Regions from separate parts of the Sus scrofa genome. Here all the other regions are linked to region 1. Evidence: chromatin contacts called from public HiChIP or PLAC-seq data. All regions are on one chromosome and are shown on one strand. Each heading gives the region's core, a stretch centred on a gene start, on an enhancer-like site or on the middle of the called end of the contact. The rest is flanking DNA. Distances are from core to core; before and after follow the strand shown.

Region 1 (4,886 bases), core at 2,280-4,779:
TTTCTGACCCCCAAACCCAGCCAGATCTTTCCAGTTTTTCAGTGCCCAAAGGAGCATCATACCTCCCTCTTGAAGACTGAAAGGTAGTTAATGAACATTATCGGCTGTAGTTTTAAAACTCCCCGAACTTCCAGTGTCGAGGGGTGGGGGAACCAGAGCGAGCAAGTGAGGGACCGACAGGCTGTGAATATTCTCAGCCCGGCTTGAGGAGATTTGCTCCTTCTTGGGAAAGCTGGGCATGTATCAGAAATGCCGTGTTTGAATGATGGGGCTCTTCTGTGACATAAATTAGCCTGTGAAACATTCGCAGCACTTCTGGCTTTTTTGGTTGTTCAAAGACAAGTTAAAAATAGCTGTTAAAAAAAGAGAGATTATTTTAGTTCGGGATGAGACCTTGTGTATATCACAGGGAAGGACACACAGCAGCTGACAGTGAGGGGCTGAAGGACACAGCCCGCTTGGTGTCAGCCTCTCCAGGCAGCTCTAGCTGAGGAAACAGCCAGCCTCACGCAGGTCAGGCAGCCTGGTCCTGCCCTGGTGGAGACTTTGTGTAGGAATTAAAAAAAATCTCTTTCAAGGAGTTCCCGTTGTGGCTCAGTGGTTAACGAATCTGACTAGGAACCACGGGGTTGCGAGTTCGATCCCTGGCCTCACTCAGTGGGTGAAGGATCCGGCGTTGCCATGAGCTGGGGTGTAGGTCGCAGACCCAGCTTGGATCTGGCATTGCTGTGGCTGCAGTGTAGGCTGGCAGCTATAGCTCTGATTAGACCCCTAGCCTGGGAACCTCCATATGCTGCAGGTGCGGCCCTAGAAAAGACAAAAAAAAAAAAAATCTCTTTCATGGAGGTTAGCACTAGTGGCCTTAAACCAGGCCTTGAATGGTCCTTAAGTATTCTCCAAATGGTGTCGAGGTCCCCCAGCCATGTAACACCCACTGCCCGAGTTCGTGGACTGCAGGTCCATTTGGTCCAGCGCAGAGGCCGTGAGCCCCTGAGCCTCCACTGACAGATGGTTTTGCTGCGCTTGCTCCTCAGGGCGTGATGCAGGGGACCGTGCCCTACCTGGGCACCTTCCTGACGGACCTCACCATGCTGGACACCGCCCTCCAGGACTACATCGAGGTGAGTGCTGGCCGCCGGGGCGGGGGGACCCGCAGCCCTCTCCTGAGTTACCCCAGAGAGAAAAGCACGTGTGCCAGTGTGTGGCGGCCTCTTTGTGACCGTGGCATTGTGCTGGGTGCTGTGAGGAATACAGGGATGAGTAACGCCCGCAGTGGCTCACAATCCAGTGGAAGGTGTAGACGGAAGCAGGCAGTGACGGATGGAGATAGTAAGAATTCAAGCACAAATGCGGTGAGAGTAGAGGGGCTCCACATTGGGGGGGGGGTCATGGCAGGGCCTTACAAAGGAGCGGGTTTGAGCGGGGCCGTGATTTTGGGTGGGACTTTGGCAGGTGGAGCTGAGGGAAAGATAAGCCGTAACAGTCTACCTGCCGGGGGAGGGGGTCAGTCAGATCCATAGGGTCTAAATATCCCTTTTTTGTTTCATATCCCCCCACCCCCCACCGGCCTGCCTCTTCCCCATCCCTCTCCCTCTCTCTCCTTCTGAGAATTGGAAAAGGAGTAAAACCTAATAAAATAAACTGCTTGTCAGTGACAATCGAATATTATTACATGGAGAAAGGATTTGGTATTTGCGATGCAGTGTGAGGATTTTTTTTGTATGTTTAAATTTATCTCACCTTCCTGGTTATCACACGATCACATGCAGTCCACCCGCTTTTTACTGTATCAGGATTAGAAGGAGTAGCAGTTATTTTGCATGGACCCACCTCCACGGTCGTCCTCAGGGCTGTGGACCTGCTCGCTCTTGGAGAGAGGCTCTCTGCCTCTTCACATCCTCTGTCCCAGCTTATCTCAGGAAACACTCCTAAGTGTTGGGGAATTTGTGGGGCGTGACCACTGATGGAGAAGTTAAATTCAGCCTACCAAGAATAGGAGCTGGCAGGTGGAGAATTGAAACTTAACTCTTGTGATGATGTTATTAGAAACGACTTCCCTTTTGATAAACCATTGACAATTTGGTTTCTAGTAATGAGTCAATGGCCATTTGTTTTGTTGCTTTTGGTCAAGAAAAAAAAAAAAGTGTAACAGAACATTTACTCAAGTTTTTGCCTTGACTAGCTCTGCAAATGTGTTTGGATTCTGTGTTAGAAATCCTTCATCATTATTTACTATTTTAGTTGGTTTCAGACGTTCTAAGAGAAGCCTGTCTGCCTATCCTGTGCTATTATCATTAAAAGACTATTTTTCTTAAGCAAATGATGCATCTCTTCCTCCACAGTAGCATAATTATGGTGTCGCTAATAATTGTGACTTTAGGAGTTCCCGTCGTGGCTCAGTGGTTAACGAATCCGACTAGGAACCATGAGGTTGTGGGTTCTGATCCCTGGCCTTGCTCAGTGGGTTAAGGATCCGGCGTTGTTGTGAGCTGTGGTGCAGGTTGCAGACGCGGCTCGGATCTCGAGTTGCTGTGGCTCTGGTGTAGGCCGGCAGAAAAAAAAGGCAAAAGAAAAGGCAGAAAGACCAAAATAATAATAATAATTGTGACTTTATTATCCCTTTGAGCTATTTTAATAAGACCTAGCACAAATAGGCCTGTGTTTCAAAGTAGCATGGTTTGTCACTCTTTTTAATTTTTTTTTTTTTTCAGGGTGGACTGATAAACTTTGAGAAGAGGAGAAGGGTGAGTAGGGGTCTCGCCTGCGGTTTTCCATTTTACTTTATTTGGGGATGAAAGAAATTAAAAGAAATGGAGACTTCAGTTTTTAATAGAGGCAAAAAAAAAAAAAAAAAGGGAATTAGCATTTACTGAACTAAAATTTATCTTATATTGTCCTGCGTGGCATCGTCCCATGTGTTACTGCCCGAGAGCCCTGTGAGGTAGGTTTTATCATCCTCAATTCAAAGATGAAGGAGCCAGGATTCAGAGAGAGGAAGTAACTTGCCCAGCGTCACCTGCCAGCACAGCCGGGGTTCAGATCGGTCCTGCCCCCGTGTCATGTGGTAGTTCCTGGGCCAGGGATGGAGGCCAGGCTGCAGCAGTGACAACGCCAGGTCCTTAACCTGTGGCTCCACAAGAGAACTCCCACGTGTCTGTCTTGACCCCCTCACCATCTCTTTCTTTGCAATCCGCTTCCGCAGTAACGGGTTCATTCTGTGGAGGAGAAAGGGTTTTGGAAGCGTTTCTGAGCTAGAAGCATTGGTGAAGGTGGCCTGGTGGAGAGAGGACAGGAAACGGTCTGCATTGTTACATGCGGCTAATGATTCTCGGCCTCTCCTGTGGAGCATTCAGCATGAATTCGCATTTTTCTGTGGAGAGTAAAGCATTTCTGCACCGCCCTAAATAAAACAGAGCTTTGAAAATTCACTGTGGTTTTAGTGTCGAAATGGTGGATTTAAATAATTCAGAGGAAACGGAGTGAGCAAAATAATAACGTCACTCCAGAGCATTGTCCTTGTTCTTTAGTTACTCATTCATTCTTTGAGCGCACGAATGCTGACTGCAGACCTGACATGGGTCAGGCATTGTGATACGTTTGGGCGTTGCAGCAGAAAAAAATCCAGAGCTCCCTGCCCTCACCAAGTTCATAATCAAGGAAGAAGGTAGACACACAGGCAGTTATAATATAGCCCTGATAAGGGCTCATGAGTGGAAACAGTGGATATTATGGGAGCACATGTGTGGGGCATTTATCCCCAACTCGTGGGGTCAGAGCAGCTTCCAGGAGGAAATGACATTGCAGTTAGAACCAAAGTTTCAGGAACTAACCAGGCTGAACTCCTAAGTAACAAGATATGCTACCCTGGACGATTGTAAGTCCTCTGTCCCTGGCAGCGTAGGATGGCACGCGTTCCTGGGGGATACTGAGGCCAAGGGTTGAGGTCACTGGATGGGAAGTTGACACCTATGGAGTCTGCCAGTCGTTGGGCTCCTTCGGTCGTGGAATCATAAATTCCGCTGTTGCCTCCACGGTACCCGTCTCTGTCCTTTAACTAGAGAATGGCCCCTCGGGGTAATCTTTTTCCTTTGAAGACCAGCATGTTAGACTTTGGGAAAGGTTTTTTTTTTTTTTTTTTTTTTTTTTTGTCTTTTGTCTTTTTTGTTGTTGTTGTTGTTGTTGCTATTTCTTGGGCCGCTCCCGCGGCATATGGAGGTTCCCAGGCTAGGGGTTGAATCGGAGCTGTAGCCACCGGCCTACGCCAGAGCCACAGCAACGCGGGATCCGAGCCGCGTCTGCAACCTACACCACAGCTCACGGCAACGCCGGATCGTTAACCCACTGAGCAAGGGCAGGGACCGAACCCGCAACCTCATGGTTCCTAGTCGGATTCGTTAACCACTGCGCCACGACGGGAACTCCAGACTTTGGGAAAGTTTAAGTGTAAAATCTAAAGCTCAAGCTTACAGTCATTGCTGCCTTACAGAAATCTTTTTTGAAACATCTAAAGAAGTATAAATAATTTTGGACATAATTATACACTTGCTTCTCTTGTGAGCTTAAAAGATGGAGTGAAATGATTTACTGGAGCAGTAAAAACCCAAGGATTCAGGAAATCTAAACATTCGAGTTTACGAGGCCCTGGGCTGTTTAGATATTCAACCCTCTAGCAAAACGGATTTATTGAGGGGTATGGGTTGAAGAAGATGGGGGGTGGGGAAGCCGGGCGCTTCCTGACTTAATTTCTCCCTTTAGCTTTTAGGAAATAGAATTTTTCAGTACATGTTAGAAGGACTCAGCCTTAAACAACAACAACAAAAAACCAAAAAAACCCCAAAAAACCCACATAACTTTTCTGTCCCAAGAGTGAAAATGGAAAAGAGAAA
Region 2 (4,691 bases), core at 1,564-4,063, 170 kb before region 1:
CTCTGTGGACCTATTTTGCATGGAAGGCAGGTGTTACCAGACTTGAATGTGGAGGATGCAGAACTTTTTCTTGGCTAATTGGTCTGGTAGTGATAGGGGTAGAGTAGGAGAGTTACACAGGCAGTGGCAGACGGCCCAGGAGGAGACAGACCGTAGAAAGGGAAACCTGAGGGACTTTGGGAGACCACTGCAAGCTCAGGATCACTCAGGAAAGCTGTCGGAGGGGGTTCTCACTGTGGCTCAGTGGAAATCCGACTAGTATCCATGAGGGTGTGGGTTTGATCCCTGGCCTCGCTCAGTGGGTTAAGGATCCCGCGTTGCCCTCAGCTGTGGCATAGGTCACAGACGCGGCTCGGATCCCATGTTGCTGTGGCTGTGGTGTAGGCCGGCAGCTGTAGCTCCGATTCGACCCCTAGCCTGGGAACTTCCATATGCTGCGGGTGCGGCCCTAAATGTCAGAACGAGCAGGCTTGCTGAACTATAAAACTGTAAATAAAAGCACAAGCGATGCCTCAGGCCATTAAGCGAAAGATAAAATGAGGCCTGCATTCAAGTTCAGCAAGATAATGAACCCGAGGACCAAGGACAGGAATTTAGGGGAAAGATGACATTCCAAAGAAGGACACCCTTTTTATATGGAAACCTGAGAAGACTGACGTATTCTAGCACACGTCACCACCCTTCTGCCGATTTGAATGACAGTCCTAGTTTGACCGCATAGGGTCAAGTACTGTCCTACCCAATACGAAGGAGTAGGTAGTGATGTAAGCCTGCCGTCTCCTAGTCTACTCAGAGAATGGGGAAGAAGGCAGTCTCTCCCTCTCCCCCACTTGCCTTGAATCACAAAAATGTAGCGGGCAGAGCCTCCTCCCTGCCCGTTTGTAAGCCTCGCAAGCTTCCTATCTTAATAAATATATTTCTTGCCGATCACTTCGTCTCTTGCTGAATTCCTTCCGCGCTCAGACACAAACAACTTGAGCTTCAGTACGTCCAGACACCAGGTGAATGATTCTAATTTAAAAAACCGTGGGTTCAAGTCCCACTCTGGGTTTTGGCTGGGTTCAAATCAGAGGTGCTTTGTTTGGTTTCAGTGCAACTGGAATACATCCAAGCCACTCTGGGGGTCTGCGCCGGGGAAGCAGAGAGATTTAATCAACCTTCACACAGGCAGCCCACGGACAGATTTCTAGGCAGACTTAATCAATACGCTTATTTCTCAGGTAAGATCTCAAAACTATTTGGACCTGATTTTGCTATATTTCACCCTCCGGCTGATGTTATACTCACAAAGCAACTAGCCTGAAATTCCTTTCCAGGACATACAAAAGGATAAAAAAGTGAAACCCTGCACTTGCTTTGTGTCCACATGGAAGAGGGGAGATGCAGTGAGTGCACGGAAGCTCTGAGTCTGCTTAAGCTGAATTCCTTCTGTGTGCAGCGTGCACGTCATTTTTCAGTCCACAATGAGGTTAATAATAATGAAAATCTGTCTGGTGTCCAGAATCTGTGTCAGCTGTAATCAAATTGGAGCAATGAACCTGAGCACTGCATTCACTTGAGCTGTAAATCATAAACCCATCGCCCTCCAGAGCAGAGGCAAAAGAAGTCAGTGAGTACTGTAATAGGGTCCATATGTTGCTTTAAAGGAAGTCTTCAAAAAATAATTAGGCTTCCAGATCATCATAGTTTTGTAGCAAAAATGTACGTATGTGAATAAGAAGTGAGCGAACTGGCAGTGTCAATTTTTTGCTTCTCTTTTCTGCCACTTTGTAGCAATAGTGGAATAATTATTTAGCTCTGGGAGGGCAGGCCTGGGGAAGTGTGAGAGGCATCGGAGAATGGAGAGGAGCTGGCAGAGTGGATCATGAGGGCGGCGGGAAGAAGCAGACTCCCAGCTTTGGTAGATAAGGAAGCACAGATTAGAAAGCAGACTTTTCAGATAACCCTTCTGGTCCTGCTACCTGAGTACAAAGAGCTAAGTGTTTTTCTTTAAACATTGAAGTTACAAAGCCAAATTAGCATAGGCACAGGTCTGTGAAAATTGTGAAAGGCCATTATAGAATGGAAAGGGAAGCTCTGTTTTGAGTTAGAGACCTATTTTCAAATTTGCATTCTGCTGTGTGACCTTGGGTGAGTCACTTAACTGCTCTGAGCTTCAGTGAATGGGGAATTCTTTCCTCACAGAGCTCTCAAGGTAACGCCCTTGTGCATATCTGTCTTCTAATACTTATCCTATCATTTTGAAGTATATCTCTTTCTCTTCAAATGATTGTGGGCTTCTCTGTTGTTTGGGTTGAGAACTCCCAGCACGAAGACTGATTAAAGGAGGACACATGCTTATTTATCTTTATTTTGCCCCACCTCGTACACACCTGGCATGATGATTAGGCTCAATAAGTAAAAGGCTGGAGACTTCCCCATCCCTCCAGTGCTGGGTGGGGTTGGGTGGGGTTTCAGTAACCTGTCATATCCCTGAAAGTTTGCCCTCTCTTTGCAGTTAAGTCAGAAATTGGCCTGTTGACTCCCTCAACTAAGAAGTCAGGGATGTTGAATCATATATTTGCACAATTGCTCTTCTCACTAAGAGGTGTGAATCCAAGACACTCTCATTCAGTTTCCACTTTGGTTTATTGGAAATAGCAAGGTCAAGCAGTGGCAATGAAAAAAATGGAGAAAGTGGAAAGGCCAGTAAAAGCTTAAGGAGGGGAAAAGTGAAAGAGAAAAGAAACTGCAACCCAGCTGGAATGAAATGGTGACAGAGCGGAATAACCTTATTTCCTGTCACAGATGCTGCCGTGGATTTCATACTGACTCTGAAACTAAAACTGAAACCTAAGTGAGCATTCAAATCCGCATTCTACCCACCCCTCATTGGTTGGTATCAAAGTTGAGACATTTCACAAATTTGGCTGTCGATAGGCTATGCATGTGGAGCAAAGGACAGATAAAATGGGCCAATTAGATCCTAGTCACATCTGTCAAAACTCTAACCCCTAACCTTAGTGAAAACATAATCTAGGATCAAACACAGAAACCCTATAGATGTACACAAGCCATTTAATTCCACCTTTGAAAAGACGGCGACGGATGGCTGCTGCTTTCTGAAGGTCTAATGAGAAATCCAGGCTTGCCCTGCTAGGAATATTTGCAATCTTAAAGAAAAGTGGGTTCTAAGTCAGTAACTATTTAGTATATCCCAGCAATGTCTTTCCTCCAGGCTGAGTTGAAAACATGCCTGACTTTGCTGCTATGCAAAGCAGTTTTCCAATGTGCTTTGGAAACCTGTTTGAGATTTGAGAGTAAAATTTGGTCTCCAGTGGCTTTAGGCTTAGGATCTTTTGGTTCACTCCAAAATAATGTGAGGGTTCTGTCCTTCATGGGCTATGGAGGATAAATTCAATAGCTGCCAATAGACATGTGAATGCAGGATGCATCCTCTGTGGTATCCCTAACAGAGGTTGACATGAAAGAAAAAAAAAATGGAAGAAAGAAAAGAAGTTCACTAAAAGACTGAAATAATTGGAAATACCCAAAATCATTGAAAAATAGTGATTGTATCTTTTCCAGTGTACACAGAACATGACCAGCATAACTGCATTTACTGATGAAAATGTCATCGTGCTGTGGCAAGTGCCAGCCTTTGGGAGGGTTGTGTTAAATTCCATAGTATATGGCTTTGACTTTTTATTGGGTTTGCTCTGGATGCACAGATCACCCAGATTTCTGCAAGGGTCAGAGTCAGGAAGCAGCATCTCTGGTGGTTTCTCCTTGTTTTACTTGTCTTAGTGTTCTTTGGGGTCATTGAGTTTTTGACACACCCGGGATAGGTCTGCCACATTACATTACAGGTACAGACCCAAAAAGCTGTGAAGCAAGTAAAAAAATGTGAGCTGGTAGCAGAAGTCACCCTAACACATGGTACACAGATTCCCTCCCTCCCCCAGACTTGATGAATATTGGGCCCATTCTTTTGGCCTTAGCACCACTTATGGGCATTTATTCCTATTTTCAAAGGTCAAGACCAAGGAAGGAACAACATAGTCAGATGGAAATGAAGATGCTGCCCTGATATAAGATTTCCTGCACTTAGTTGGTCTGGCTAATTGGTGTCTGGGCATTCAGCAGGACCAACCAGATTTAATCATTACTAGGTGAAGGTAATCAGTATGGGCCAAGATGTTATCTGATCTAATGAGAGATCAGATAACATGTAGGAGTTCCCGTCGTGGCTTAGTGGTTAACAAATCCAATTAGGAACCATGAGGTTGTGGGTTTGATCCCTGGCCTTGCTCAGTGGGTTAAAGATCTGGCGTTGCCATCAGCTGTGTGGTGTAGGTCACAGACTCGGCTCGGATCTGGTGTTGCTGTGGCTGTGGTGTAGGCCGGTGGCTACAGCTCTGATTAGACCCCTAGCCTGGGAACGCCATATGCTGTGGGTGAGGCCCCAGAAAATATAAAAAAAAGACAAAAAAAACAAAAACAAAAAAAAACAAAAACACGTTATAGGAGTTCCTGTCATGGCTTAGCAGAAATGGATCCGACTACTAACCATGGGTTGTGGGTTCGATCCCTGGTCTCATTCAGTGGGTTAAGGATCTGGTGTTGCCTTGGTCTGTGGTGTAAGTTGCAAACATGGCTCAGATCCTTCGTTGTTGTGTCTGTGGTGTAGGCCGGTGGCTACAGCTCCAATT
Region 3 (4,939 bases), core at 638-3,137, 230 kb before region 1:
CCAACCTACTTTCATCTCTCTTACCTGGGCTTCCATATTCACTTCCCAACTGGTTTCCCTGCTCCCCTCATTACCTTGTTTTATCTTTTCACTGTAATGAACAATATAGAACATTATTTGTTATGAATTTGTTGCTGTCTTCTTCCCTCTAGAATGCAAGCCCTATAAGGAGAGACTTATAAGTGGTAACTTATCTTGTTACCACTGAATCCCCAGGGCCTAGGACTAGGGAATTTCATGTCCAATGAATGCATGAATGATGATCAAATGAATTAATGAAAGGAAGAAATCTGGCGCTTTTTCATAGTTGGGAATTCAGCAAAAATTACTCCTTTGTTGGCTTTTTTAGGGCTCTTTTGAAAAATGTTAAAAGACTTTTATTTAATAATATGTTCTTCGTAAGATGAATATAGAGTCTTACACTCTTAAATATATAGTATTGTTGAGCCTCATTGCATGCATCTTGTGCTCCCTGAGATATTTCTGACAGGTTTTCTGTGGAAACCAAAAAATGAAACCAATTATACCATTTTCTGAGAGAGGCCTGACCCTGTAAATGAATGGGAAGAAACTTTTGCTGTTGAGAGTAGGCATTCAGTATACCCTTCAGCCGTGGTTTAAAAAAGAAAAAAGAGAAGTGAATGCAGAATCTCTTTATTTGCTTTGGATTGCCCTTCATCCAGTAAGGTTAACTTTGAGTAAAGAGGAAATTGATATTGGGATGATTAATACATTTTTAATGTTGGCAACTTAAAATGAAAGTTAGACCTTAAAATGAAGGTTAGATCCTTAGAGGATCCTGAAATACTACATTAAAAAAAAATCAATGACTCTATTAAGAAATGAAAAACAAAATGAGGGAAATGTGGGGAGAGAGATTGATTTGGTTATTCTATATTTAGTACAATGGAAAATTTTTTTTTTGTACCAGCAAGATCTGGGCTTAGATTCTGATCTTGCCACTAGCCGGCCACATGTCCTTGGGCACATGACTTCTGGAATCTAGGTTTGTTATCTCTTTCAAAGGTTTAAGATGATCCCATGAGGTGAACCTTGGGAAAGAATTCTAAGTATAAAATATGATACAAATACAATGTATTATTATTTTTGAATGCTAATAGTGCTTTATGAAGATATAATTTATCTTGAAAAAATATTTATTTTACCATGAAAAGATTATCACAGTAAGTTTAGTGACCATCCATCATCTCAGAGAGATACAAAATTAAATAGAAAAAAGAAAAATATTTTTCCTTGTGATAAGAACTCTTGGGAGTTTACTCTCTTAACAACTTTTCTATATGACATATAGTAGTGTTCATTATATTTATCATGTTGTATATCACTAGTACTCATGCTGTGTATCACTAGTACCTGAGAGTTTGTACTTCTGGTAAATCGAATCTCTTTTTCTCTGAGTTTGTTTTTTTGTTTTTGGAGTGTAACTGACCTACACCACTATGTTAGTTCTTGTCACACGACAGGGTCATTTGAGGAGTTCCCATAGTGGCGCAGTGGTTAAGGAACCCCACTAGTATCCATGAGGATCCAGGTGCAAGCCCTGGCCTTGCTCAGTGGGTAAAGGATCTGGTGTTGCCATGAGCTGTGGTGCAGGTCGCAGACGCAGCTTGGATCACGCGTTGCTGTGGCTGTGGCGTAGGCCAGGAGCTGTAGCTCTGATTTGACCCCTAGCCTGGGAACCTCCATCTGCCTCGGGTGCGGCCCTAAAAAGACAAAAGACCAAAAAAAAAAAAAAAAAGAAAAAGATATTTCTATACATTTCAAAATGACAGTATGAGAAATCTAGCTATGATATGTCACCATAACACAGATATTACATAGTTGTTGTCTATATTCCCCTATGCTGTACGTGTCCTCCTAGGTGACTCATTTATTTTGCAACTGGAAGTTTGTAACTTTTAATCTCCCTCACTATTTCTTTCTTTCTCCACCTCCCTCCCCTCTGGCAACCACCTATTTGTTCTCTGTATCTATAATTCTGTTCATGGTTTGTTCATTTGTTTTGATTTTTAGATTCTGCATATAAGTGATATCATAAGTATTTGTCTTTGTCTGGTTTGTTTCACTTGGTATAATACCCCCAGGCCCTTCTATGTTGTTGCAAATGGCAAGATGTCATTCTTGTTTAATTGCTAATATTCCGCTGTATACATATATACTACATCTTTATCCATTCATCTATGATGGCTCTTGGGTTGCTTCCATATCTTGGCTATTATAAATAATTCTGCAGTGAACATAGGGGTGCATATGTCTTTTTATATTAGTCTTTTTGTTTCCTTCGGATAAATACCTAGGGGTGGAATTGCTGGGTCATATGGTAATTCTATTTTTATTTTTATTATCATTATCTCACCCTTATAGTATGAGGATCCAGGTTTTCATTCTCTTGCTGTTTTCAACTTTGGGGGCTCCTAGAACTCCAGTGGCTATGAAGAGGCCAAGAGCTGAACTCAGTTATATGAAACAACTCACAGTAGTTTTAGGAGTTCCTGTTGTGGAGCAGCAGAAACAAATCCAACTAGGAACCATGAGGTTGCGGCCTTGCTCAGTGGGTTGAGGATCCAGTGTTGCCATGAGCTGTGGTGTAGGTCACAGATGTAGCTCAGATCTGCTGTGGCTGTGGCTGTGGCTCTGATTGGATCCCTAGCCCAGGAACCTCCATGTGCCACGGGTGTGGCCCTAAAAAAGGAAAAAAAAATAGTTTTAAATGACTTTTTTGGGGAAGTTTTGCTTGCTTGTTTAACTGATTGTTTTTGTGTATCTGAGGTTAACAATAATAAAAACACCTTTTATGTAGCACCATCAGTGAGGCTTTATGTCTTTATTATAAATTTCTGAGCATCCTCTAGGATCTCAGATATGAAGTCTTTGGCTTTTTTTTTTTTTTTTTTTTTTTTTTTGTCTTTTTGCCTTTTCTTGGGCCACTCCGGTGGCATATGGAGGTTCCCAGACTAGGGGTTGAATCGGAGCTGTAGCCACCAGCCTACGCCAGAGCCACAGCTTGGGATCCGAGCCGAGTCTGTGACCTACATCACAGCTCACGTCAACGCCGGATCCTTAACCCACTGAGCAAGGCCAGGGATTGAACTCGCAGCCTCGTGGTTCCTAGTTGGATTCGTTAACCACTGCACCATGACGGGAACTCCATGAAGTCTTTGACTTTATCAGGGGAGAAAAAATGAAGGTTTTCATGTCTTTAAAAGCAATTATAGGCTCAGGTCTCTGAAAAAGTAATAAGTGCCAAGAATGGCACCTTGGCAACCATTTGTTCTTGACTTAAAAAAAAAAAACTTTAAAAAAACCAGACTATATGCATTTTAATACCACTAGTGCCTATTTCTTAAATAAAATTACTTTAGCAGTGTTATTATTTTTTCTTCTTAAAATGGCAGGAAAATGAGCCCAAAGAAGTATTATTGAGTGTATTTAAACGAGTCCCATTTCCAGATATTGGAAAGCATGTTTTTAAGTGTTTTGGGGAAAAGTAATTTTTTTAAGTCCAAGCAGATTGTTTTGTTTTAGAAATACTGAAGATGCAATATGTGAATCATATTTGGATTTTAAAGCAGGATATTAAACTTCACAGTAAAAGTGATTCCATGGCTGTTAAAGCCCAAGAGAGGTTTATAAAGCCAGCAGGCAAAGGAACTGAAACTCATTTGGAGAAATGAATGACACAGGAATGGAAACATTAGATAAATAACTTTAAAACCACTTTTTGATATTCTATTATCCCTTGAAGACAGGCAGATCATTACAATTAAAATTATAGTAAAATTTTTCTCTATGAAAACATATAACCTAAAATATGAATGTTGAGTCTGTCACATCTACTTTTTTTCCACATCCATAATTTGGATTTGGACTGGCTTCCCAAGCCCAAAATTCTGAACTTATTTAGCATTTTGACATATTTGCTAGGCAATGCACCTTCCTCAGTCTTTAAAAATAAACTCCTGTTACGTTCAAGTAAATAATCCTGAAGATGAAATGAGTTGTCTTTACTGAAATGTGAGCAAATACGAAAAGTGAGTTGGCTGACTAGGGAAAGAGAGGAAGGGACGAAGGCGACGTGTTACTTCCACGCGTTTGTTCCTTTGCGTTTGCTGTTCCTCTCCTGGGATGCCTTCCCCATTCTAGCTCATCCGTTAAATTCATACTAGTTCTTTCAACATCCATTTCAAGCATCCTGCTCTCAGTGATGACTTTATTAACATTTCTAGATAGTTGCCTACTCCATGTCTACCGCTGCCTTGTGTGTACCCCGTTACTGCCGGTAGCACACCAGAAATCATTTATTTACATTTCTGTCATTTTTGCATCTCCAGTGCCTAGTGTAGTGCCTGACCCATAGCAGGAATTTCATCCGTCTTTGCCAGGTACATATGAATGAGTGCACAAAATGGTGAGTGATAGGGGTTCCCGTTGTGGTGCAGTGTAAAGGAATCCGACTAGTATCCATGAGGATGCAGGTTCAATCCCCGGCCTTGCTCACTGGGTCTGGGATCCAGCATTGCCATGAGCTGTTGTGTAGGTGGCAGACGTGGCTTGGATCTGGTGTTGCTGTGGCTATGGTGTAGGCTGGCAGCTGCAGCTCCGATTTGACCCCTGGCCTGGGAACTTCCATATGCTGCTAATGCAGCCTTGGAAAGAAAAGAGAAAAAAAAAAAAGAAAGAAAAGAATATGGTGAGTGATAGCCCCTGAACTCTGCATAATCTAGATTCTGCTTAAAAAGGTGTTGTCTGTGGCCCCATCCTTCTCCTTGGGCAAAGCTGTGGTGGTAGGACAGAGCCTAACTGAAGGATAAGCAGATGGGTGGGTGGATCATTCAACAGATAGACATTGGGCTTCTGGCACTGTGTCCGGTGCTATGGGAGAAACTGCAGAGGAATAAGGTACACTGTATCTGCTCTC

What was found. HiChIP or PLAC-seq counts read pairs in DNA pulled down with a chosen protein or histone mark.
Region 2: an H3K27ac HiChIP or PLAC-seq map of alveolar macrophages shows a contact between it and region 1. The contact joins two enhancer-like sites. A contact is called at or near these places in 1 of 47 Hi-C or Micro-C datasets (embryonic fibroblasts) and 2 of 2 datasets of contacts at active chromatin or transcription factors (alveolar macrophages and skeletal muscle).
Region 3: a contact with region 1 is called in an H3K27ac HiChIP or PLAC-seq map of alveolar macrophages. The contact joins two enhancer-like sites. A contact is called at or near these places in 1 of 47 Hi-C or Micro-C datasets (epiblast stem cells) and 1 of 2 datasets of contacts at active chromatin or transcription factors (alveolar macrophages).

What each region holds. Positions count from the first base shown.
Region 1 is chr9:125,117,567-125,122,452 of Sscrofa11.1, forward strand. RGL1 (ral guanine nucleotide dissociation stimulator-like 1) reads left to right here. Exons shown (of 19, transcript XM_003357576.5): 12 at 1,035-1,121; 13 at 2,712-2,744. Among named protein-coding and RNA genes, the nearest start is that of COLGALT2, 170 kb to the right of the region's middle. Within about 2 kb of position 3,530, at least 5 of the 83 cell types and tissues checked have an H3K27ac peak or open chromatin away from gene starts, as enhancers often do. A contact at or near this core is called in alveolar macrophages, where this site is marked.
Region 2 is chr9:124,945,903-124,950,593 of Sscrofa11.1, forward strand. All of the region lies in intron 1 of RGL1 (ral guanine nucleotide dissociation stimulator-like 1), which reads left to right. Among named protein-coding and RNA genes, the nearest start is that of APOBEC4, 84 kb to the left of the region's middle. Within about 2 kb of position 2,814, at least 21 of the 83 cell types and tissues checked have an H3K27ac peak or open chromatin away from gene starts, as enhancers often do. A contact at or near this core is called in alveolar macrophages, where this site is marked.
Region 3 is chr9:124,889,149-124,894,087 of Sscrofa11.1, forward strand. All of the region lies in intron 1 of RGL1 (ral guanine nucleotide dissociation stimulator-like 1), which reads left to right. Among named protein-coding and RNA genes, the nearest start is that of APOBEC4, 27 kb to the left of the region's middle. Within about 2 kb of position 1,888, at least 1 of the 83 cell types and tissues checked has an H3K27ac peak or open chromatin away from gene starts, as enhancers often do. A contact at or near this core is called in alveolar macrophages, where this site is marked.